Regions from separate parts of the Macaca mulatta genome. Here region 1 is linked to region 2. The links are chromatin contacts, called in public Hi-C maps. All regions are on one chromosome and are shown on one strand. Each heading gives the region's core, a stretch centred on a gene start, on an enhancer-like site or on the middle of the called end of the contact. The rest is flanking DNA. Distances are from core to core; before and after follow the strand shown.

The links. Hi-C and Micro-C count contacts between places; a contact is called where the count stands out from the background.
Region 1: a contact with region 2 is called in a Hi-C map of liver, with 2.1 times the contacts expected there. The contact joins the promoter of WDR27 here to the promoter of ERMARD in region 2. A contact is called at or near these places in 3 of 14 Hi-C or Micro-C datasets (fetal cortex germinal zone, fetal cortical plate and liver).

The regions. Positions count from the first base shown.
Region 1 is chr4:2,325,810-2,330,408 of T2T-MMU8v2.0, forward strand. It overlaps WDR27 (WD repeat domain 27), which reads left to right and starts at 3,252. Exons shown (of 37, transcript XM_028846955.2): 1 at 3,252-3,813. C4H6orf120 (chromosome 4 C6orf120 homolog) reads right to left here and starts at 3,341. Exons shown (of 1, transcript XM_015137732.3): 1 at 453-3,341. The coding sequence starts at 3,341. The coding sequence ends at 2,340. PHF10 (PHD finger protein 10) reads left to right here. Exons shown (of 12, transcript XM_015137735.3): 11 at 1-163; 12 at 1,247-1,440. The coding sequence ends at 1,332.
Region 2 is chr4:2,276,475-2,281,124 of T2T-MMU8v2.0, forward strand. It overlaps ERMARD (ER membrane associated RNA degradation), which reads right to left and starts at 2,446. Exons shown (of 17, transcript XM_078001095.1): 1 at 709-2,446. DYNLT2 (dynein light chain Tctex-type 2) reads left to right here and starts at 2,442. Exons shown (of 4, transcript XM_028846951.2): 1 at 2,442-2,726. The coding sequence starts at 2,442.

The DNA.
Region 1 (4,599 bases), core at 2,002-4,501, 50 kb after region 2:
GTGGAGCTTGTTTCTATGATTAAGACCTACCCATGGCAGTGTATGGAATGTAAAACATGCATTATATGTGGACAACCCCACCATGAAGAAGAAATGATGTTCTGTGATGTGTGTGACAGAGGTTATCATACTTTTTGTGTGGGCCTTGGTGCTATTCCATCAGGTAAAGATTAAAAAAAGAACAAACTATCTTTGGGTGATAAGACTCTCCCAGCACTGCACTCCAAAAGGCTGCATAAACGTTATCATGACATGCAGAGCTTGTGGACTCCTATGTGCAAATATGACCAAAGCTATGATTATATGGGTCATGTCCACCAGCTTTTCATTCCCAGACAATTCCAACTAAAGGATAAATGAGAGGCCAGAATGCCCAGACTAAGTTTTGGAAGTACAGTTCTATATAATGAGCTGGTGTTTTTCTACTGAAATACTTAAGTAACAGCATCATCTTGTTTCAAAGCCTTTATTTTTATGTTATCTATTTAGAAACTTAACAAAATGACTACGTCTTTATACATTTCTATAGAAATCGATTACAGATTTCTGTAAATTGAGGCAGCATGACAATTCCAGGTAACTTTAGAACAGAGTTGAATAAATCACAGTAATTGGACTAAAACATTACACAGATAATTGTGTAATTTTAGAACTTACTTGCATAGTTAACACTGTATAATACTCTTATAAAATATATGCCTACAACGAAGTTTCCTGGGAATCATTAAGCAAGCAACATAATTATTTTTCTGTAGTAATTCAGATCAAGTATGTAGTACAATTTATCATTGTGCTGTTAGAAACTTAAAAGTTTTAAAGTGCTGTCAGCAGAGTACACCAGCACTTGAAAGAATGCTGTTAAGACACACAGCTGCCAGTGAGCAGGAGAGAGAAAGGCTTAAAAAAGCCAAATTCCAGAATGGGTTTTGAACTTTTGAAGTATGTATTGAACTTTAGAAGTATGATAGTGTTTGAATTTCAGGAAATACTGTACTTTTTTAAAGGTCTGTATCACTGTATGGCATTGCATCTCTCCCATCCCCCTTGACTTGCAATGAATTTTGCATGGCATTGATTACAAGTTTATATTTTTCTCCTTAAATTCAGGAACTCATAGTGCCCTTCTCACCACAAAATCCACAGAGGAATATCATTAGTGATAGCTAAGGAAGAAGAGTTTAGATGGGCTTAAAATTCAGTCCTGTAAAGATAATTTTTCATTCCATATTAACAATTTTTTTCCTAGGTCGCTGGATTTGTGACTGTTGTCAGCGGGCCCCCCCAACACCCAGGAAAGTGGGCAGAAGGGGGAAAAACAGCAAAGAGGGATAAAATAGTTTTTGACTCTAATACTGTGTATGCATTTAAGTGGAATATTTGGTGCCAATTTATTTACAACATTTTCATTTTTATGCCAATAAAAGATTTTTTTTTTGCAAATTATGAGCTTAAAATCTGCAGTTGATTTATTTCTGTTAAAAGCTACTCTTACCCTCCAAACTAATTCCAGGTAGAGAAATCATCTTCCCAAGTATTTTATAGTAACCCTGGCTCACTCCAAAAATTCAGTGGAAATGTTTAGCAACTTAAGATACTTAACTATTTCTCCATAGCCCCAAAAGTTAATTTTCATGAAACTTCCTAATCTACATTGTTTCTGGCCTACCATAGGTAGCATTAACAAAGTTATTTAATAACTAAAGAATTTTCATAGGTATGACAAATGGCCTAATAAGATTTGGTGCAGCTGGATTTAGAGTTGTCATTATTGGACTGGTACAGGAACACAGTTTGTAAATACCTGCCTGCCAGGAAATCACTTTTGTATAGAAAAGTACCATCCCTACTTGGGGTACAGGCACGAGGCTTTAGTCCAGGCTCAGGGAAGTGTACATAAATCATTTCCAACTTGATTTTAGTAACTCTTGAAAACGTACACCTTGAACTTCACTTAGAATCTCCAGAGTAAAATTACAAAGTATCAACCTTTGATCTGTGTCACAGCATGAAAGGTTGCTCTACTTTTTTTATATATATATAAACCTAAGTTACTGCAATCATTTTTAGTCAACCTGCCTAATGAAAATGGAGTCTAAACACTTTATTGTGCACAGTCCTTTTACAGGAATTTTGATATTTAAAAGAAAATACTGTGCTTGCTGCTTTTCCTATTTTTGGGGGTAACTGAGGTAACAAAACTGTGTATGGCTTTATTTTTCCATCCCTTGACTAGAAAAAGGTAACTAGAACTTCAACCAAGTACAAGTACCAAGGTTCACAGCAAACTGCAATCAGCTTCACAGACGGAGGGTTTTATACCCCAGAGCGTGGTAAATGACTCAAAAGAGAATTTCAAGTACCAGTTTCAAAATGCTAATTAATATCGTCCAGAGAACAGATTCCTCCTCTTGCGAGGCGTCTTCCGGGGCACGAGCGTGCTTCTGGCCGGCATCTGCACCGTCGGCGGGGTAGGCGGCCTCGCCGAACGGGTGCTGCTCGACTGTGCCGTCGTAGTACACTTTCATCTCGAACTCGCTCTCCAGGTGGGATGGGTGTCCGTAGACGCCGATGCCCACTGGGCGCCGGAAGTGCGCGGGGATGGACACAGCGTCCGGTCCGCAGGTGGCCGACTGCAGCTCGTAGTCGTCGAAGCTGGGGTGCAGGCTGCTGGCCGAGACATACAGGTCCGCATCGCCCTTGAGGCTGCGCATCCTGAGGACTATCTTGCCCTCGTGGTTCAGCCGCAAGTAGCTGTAATTCCCGGCGCCTATCTGGCCTTGGACGACGTGCAGGAGCACCCACTCCTCGGGGACCTCCTCCTCGTCCGCGCAGCTCCCCGGGGACAGGATCTGCGAGGTCAGGAGCAGCAGCAGGGCCGTCGTCCAGGGCGCGGCCCTCCCGCGGGGAGCGGCCATGGCTGGCGGCTCAGCTCCGAGGTCTACAAGTGGGTCAGTGCTGCTGGGGACACGGGAGGCGCTCAGTACCGGAGCCCGTCCCCGTCGTCCGCCCGCGGGGCCACGGCGCGTCCAGGCGCCGGGTCTGTCGCTGGGACTGTCCCTTCCCACCCGCGTGAGGCCCCGGGGAGGAGGGGGTGGGCTAACCCCTCCCCCTAGCGCGGCGCCCACCAGGGGCAGGGGCAGGGCCGCTATGGCACTCTCGGACTCACCACCGCTCCCCACAAGGGGCCGAACCTTACGCATCCGGACCCGAGGCCGGAGCCTCGCCAGGGAGGCGGAAGTGACGCTAGGCCCGGACGTGAGCAGGCCGGAAGCGAGGACTCGCCTGCTGCCGCGAGATAGTGAAAGGGGCGTGGGCGCTGGGGGCTGCCGGCTAGTAACCATAGCGGCGCGCGTGAGTCGGCGGGCTAGTAACCATAGCGGCGGGCGTGGGGCGGAGCGTCGCTCGCTAGTTCCCTGCGTGCCCTCTTGGGAGCTGGGTGCAGTGAGTCCTCCCCAGCGGGCTGCTCTCGGCGCGGAACCCGAGCTGCTGCTCTGGGACGTGTGCTTAGGGCGCGGGGCTGGAGCGCGGGGGCTGCGCGGGTGCTCGCGGCTCCGCTGAGGTCTCTATGAAAGGGGGCGATTTGAGGGTCCCGCCGTGACCGCTCCCAGCGGCGGAGACGCGCGCTCTGGACCAGAGCCGTTGCCCGCTGTCTGGTCACCCCAAGCCTCCTCCTGACGCCGTGCTGGTGCGAGGGTCTCCAGGGGAATTCGGGGCACAAATCGGGCCCGAGCGTCCAGGCTGTCGTGGCACGAAGGCGCAGGATCGGCGCTTTGAGAACTGAGCGCCTGTGGAGTTCGGAGGAAAAGGGCGCAGGTGGTTATTTTAATTAAAGCAGCTATGTATAAAGCGAACTCAGACCTCTTTAAAAGATTCAGTAGTTTAGGAACGAACCAGGGCTGTGGAAATGCCCGTCATCCCGCACCACCCATCGGTTCTGTGCTCCGAGGGTGGGAGCGTGGACTCTGAGGGCTCCCGAATTATGCCCCACTGGCCTTTCACCCTGCGTGGTAACTACCAGGCTAGGTTTTCCTAACTCGAGCCAAACAGCAAGTTTCTGGCTTGCTTAGTCACTAAAAGAAAAAAATTTCGATCTTTTCTAATCAGAAGGGAGTAATTTTCTCTTTCTAAAAATCCTGGGCAGAAGGAAATGCCCAGGATTTTATCAGTGGTACTCCTTGAGTAGTAGAGAGTTCATCTTTTTATGTATTTCTAAATTTTCTACAATTTACACACACTGTACCAGTAAAGGGGTATTAAGTCTACAGCTTCCAGTTTATCTGGAATTACTGCGTTGTGTTTACTGACTTAACTTTAAGACAATGGTTTCTTTAACAGTCACTTGCCACTGCTTTTTCCTGAAGTGCTTACCTAGTCTTAGGTGCACTAGAATCTCACTAAAATGATAAATTTAGTTTATTTTCCCTGACTTGTTCTGTGCACATGCGTACACGGATATCGCTGGGGATATCCTATAACATTGATTATCCCCTAGGGTTGGCACAGCAGGGAGAGGAGGTGGGGATAGTCCAATTCTGTGTGTTGGCTGCTAATGCTTATTCTTTGCAATAATTTACTGTAGGGCTGCAGGATGAGTAAGCC
Region 2 (4,650 bases), core at 1,196-3,695:
ACCGTGTCTCTACTAAAAATACAAAAAAATTAGCCAGGCGAGGTGGCGAGCACCTGTAGTCCCGGCTGCTTGGAAGGTTGACGCAGGAGAATGGCATGAACCCGGGGGGCGGAGCTTGCAGTGAGCCAAGATCGCGCCACTGCACTCCAGCCTGGGCGACAGAGCCAGACTCCGTCTCAAATAAATAAATAAATAAATAAAATTTACACAAATGTTCTCAAATATGATAAAGGTTTAAAGACTTAAAATGATCAATCATAATATTTGCAAACTGCTCTGCCTATGGGGTAGCCATTCTTTACTCCTTTACTTTCTTAATAAACTTGCTTTCACTAAAAAAAAAAAGAAAAAAAGACATGAGTTCATGGAAGCTGAATGTATTTTACCAACAGAGCATTATTCCTCTCAGCATTCCTTCACTATCCTAGAGTTATCAAAATAAGCAGTTTTTTAAAATGGGGAATGGGAGAGCAGAAACCAAGTATAATGAACAAGAAGGAAAAAGAACCCCGCGTACCTCTGACTCCCTAAACGGTGTTGGAGAAAACCACAATGTCATCCCAAAACATGCCTCTTTGATATAAAAACAACAACAAATTGGAGCTGAAGACAAGAGGCAGCAAATGAAGGAAAAGCTCTCTCTCCTCCCCCTCTTCCACCCAAACACAGGATATATATTCTTTACTGGGGATAACTTTAGACTCTTACCAGACCAGAGAAGGTACCAGAGGAATGTGCAAACAATTTTTACTCCATCAGTTTTCAAATATGTATCGACTTTCCCAGTTTCTTGCCCTTTGAAGCCTGAAACTGCTCTCCTGTGTCATTTCTCTGCAAATCTATAGTTCTTTGTTGAAGATGGTATACAAATGTAGTTCTAAGCCACCATTTCAAGTTACTTTTCATTGACGTTTATCCCTTGTGATGTGTACTCTGTACATTAATAAACCTTTTTCTTATTAACCTTTCATTTGTTAAAGGGGTCACTCTGAACTAACATGGGCAGAGGTAAAGTTTAGCCTTCCCTGCCATGTAAAAAGTAGCAAACCGTACTGGTTTTCCATGGAGAATCAAATAAAATCAAAATCCTTACGACTATCCCACATGACACTAAGACCATCTATAATCCTGCAAAGAAGTCAAATTCAGGATCCAAAGCTGAACCGAGGCTCTTTATTTTGGTGTGTCGAGTTAAGGAGTGGCTGTGTTGTGACAGTCACAATTAACTCTGGGCAGCTTTGTAAAGTGGAAACTGATCAGTCTGAGTTCCCTGGTCCTGCTCAGTATCAGTTGCCCTGTTTGCTCCTCCTGTCCCCAGAAGTTGCACTTTCCACTCTCAGCCCTACTTTTTGAACAATCCCAGTAGGCGCTAACAATTAAGTCATCACTAAAGAAATCGGCATGAACTATTTTTGAATGGCGATTGTCACTCGCATCCTCCATTGGGCTCTATGGGGCTGGAACTCTGCAGACTACACTAGGCCGGTGCTTTGGGGCTGGACTTAAATTTGAATCATTCCTCAGTCTCTGACTACCTCTTGCCTTGGAAAACTTACTTTATCCGAATCTCAGTTCTAAGTGAAATAAAACGGTGCCAGGCTGCACCTTGTAGGGCTGCAGTCATCAGATTATACATGAAAAGCATCTAGCACATAGTACTCAAAAATGGTAGTTATCGTTATCATTATTTTGGGAATGGGGTCTCGCTGTCGCCCAGACAGGGGTGCAGTGGCGCGGTATCGGCTCACCGCAGCCTCCACCTCCTCGGCTAAAGCGATCCTTCCACCTCAGCCTACGGAGTAGCTGGGACCACAGGCGCCACCACGCCCGGCTCCGCTGTCGTTACTGCTGATGATAGGTGTTTGATATTTAATTGCCTCAGGGAGGAAAAATAAATAAATGTTTATTACGAGGCAACCAGATCTCCTGACACGAGGTCGGTGAGGCCGTCGTGATGAGTTTCATAGTGACTCAAACGGTCTAAAAGCGATGAAAACAAATTTACTGTCCGAGTGTGGACCCTACAGGCAACGACTACGAAACTGCGCTTCTAGGAACGAGGCCACGGTCAGGTGAGAGTCCGACCTGCGGCTTTCCGCCCCCGCGCCACCGCGCACAGCCCTCCCTGACAGTCCGCCGCGTTCCAGTTGAGGGTCAAGAGGCGACGGAGAAACCGAGCCCGGCCCCGGGACGCCGGCAGGGCCCGCCAGGCGTCTTGCAAGGCCGAGCGTCCGATACCGCCACAGAGGCCAGGGCCGCGACGGCGCCAGCGCCCTCCAGCGCCGGACCGCCGGTCACCGCAGGCGCGTGCTCGCCCACCCACTCCGCGTAGCCGAACACCACCCAGCCTGGCGCTGACTCCCTGCCTAGCTCGGGATCGAACCGGCCCCTGCGCCCGCCCTACCTCCATAACTTCCGGTGCCCCGCTGCGGCGCGCATGAATGACGCAGGCACCTGCGTGCCCCGCCTCCAGGCGCCTTGGAGCCCTAGCGGGCACTTCCGACCGTTCCAGGCGCAGGCGGGAGACTTCCGCCCTCGCGGGAGCTGCTGAGGCGTTTGACGGTCGGCGGAGGAGAGGTAGTGGGAGTCTTGGGGAGCAGAGCGAGATGGAGAAGCGAGGCCGAGGCGTGAAGTCGAGCCTCATCCAGACCCCGAACCAGAGCTCTCAGCAGGCGCCGGTGACGCCTAGGAAAGAGAGGAGGCCTAGCATGTTCGAGAAGGAGGCAGTGAGTGCGGAGACTGCTAGGGACCCGAGACGGCTTTGTCCGACCCTTTAATTGAAATCGCTCCTCAGTGGGCCCCGCTCCCGTCACCACCCCCAGAGCCAAGAAGGCAGCATTTCCCTTTTGTGTTTCTTTTTTCCCAGGTGCAAAATTGAAGCCTGAGACTGAGTTGGGCAGTCCCCTTTGGACTTGAGTGCTAAAGTTTTCTCGCTTTTTAATTAGGGCCGTAGAACCCTACTAAGTCGATTGGAAGGGTGGTTACAAGATCTTCTTTTCAGATTTACTCAGCTTGCGGATTTCCTGAGAGTACTCTGAGTATTAATTATTGCTTCGTACTAAAACACAGTATGTTAGTGTATTTAGTGCCATTATAAGCAGTTTGGCTAGCGAAAAATGAGTGTATGCTGTATTAAAAATATTTTGATAAACCAAGCAGAATAGTGCCGTGTTTTGGGTTTTTAAAACATCAGCAGTCTGGATCTTTGAAGAATGTACAGGAGAAAAAAACTTAAGTTGAAAATATTCTGTCCAAAACTTACTGTCTGATATTGATGGAAAGGGTCGTTATTCAGTTGTATTGGTGGTATAACACAGGTCTTTCTATATGATTAGGCTTTGAAAACCGTTAATGTATTAAAGACTATCTTTTATTGATACTAGTTTGCCCAAGGATACAAAGCTGTAATGATAGAGCTGGGACCAGAACCTGTGTGCTGGTACTCGGTCCACTTGGCCTGTATTGGTTTCTCTTCATACTTACTTCATGGACCTATAATAGGATGAAGTCAGAGATGACAGGCAAAACAGTTTTTTGAAGACCCTAAAACATTTTAAGATTACTCTCAAAAAGAGAATTCTCAAAATAAGTAATGGCGAAATTTCAGGTTCTAATAATGTTTCCTTGGTAACTACATTTTACAGAGGAGAGAACGAACTAAAGGAGGAAAAGTAAACAGGCCAAGTTTACACAGCTAAGAAAAAGAGCAGAGCAAGGCTAGAAACCTAAATCGATTGGACTTAAAACTTCACACTCCCAAACACTATGCTGTTCGCTTGGCAATGAGTCTGAATAACAGATAGGTCACCAACAGTAAAGAAAAATTTCTATATATTGAGGCAGACAAGGGTGGCTTTTATAAACTTACTGCCTATTTGAGGTCTGAAGTGGTCTTTAAAATTCAATGAGCCTGAACTCCATGAGGGGACACATAAGTGCACCTGGTATATAGGTTAAAATCTGGGAGTGAGGGGACTTGGACCAAAGTAATTATTGCTTATTTGATATGGATGTCATCAATTATAGCTATCTTTAAAGTTGAGTCTTTTAGAGGTGAGAAATTTGAATAGAACAATAATTGGGAAGACATTGAGGACTCTACAAATGCTTACTAAATGTACGTGAGGAAACTGTGCACTTAGTCATTTCCAATTTAAGGTAGCTGTTAATTTCCCTATTTTGGAGCACAGGAAAATTTAAGACATACTGTTTAATCAATATGACCATCTCTTGATTTTATCTGTCTTGCCTCCATTTCCTTTTTTCTAGTGGTAGCATCTCAGTTAACTTTTAGAGAATTAACTCATCTGCAATTGCATAGAGCTTTGGTGAGATTGTCAGCTACTTTCCTTAACTTTTTAATGAGGATGAGACCCAAACTAAGCTAATTAGATGAATTATTTGAAATAATGCAAATACAATGATTGAGGTTTATTCACATTGAAGATGAGAAGCTAAAGTGCTCCATGTGTCTTTATGAATCTGGTTCATCAGCCTTCTTTGCTGTTATGTAAACTGTATCTTTCCAATAAATTATACTTTGGCTTAACAAGAATGAGTTCCTGTTGTTGAGATCAAAGGTTAACAAAATGCGAAGTAGATTACTAAAAATGGAAAGCTTAACTGTTCTCACCTGTGCACATGCATTTG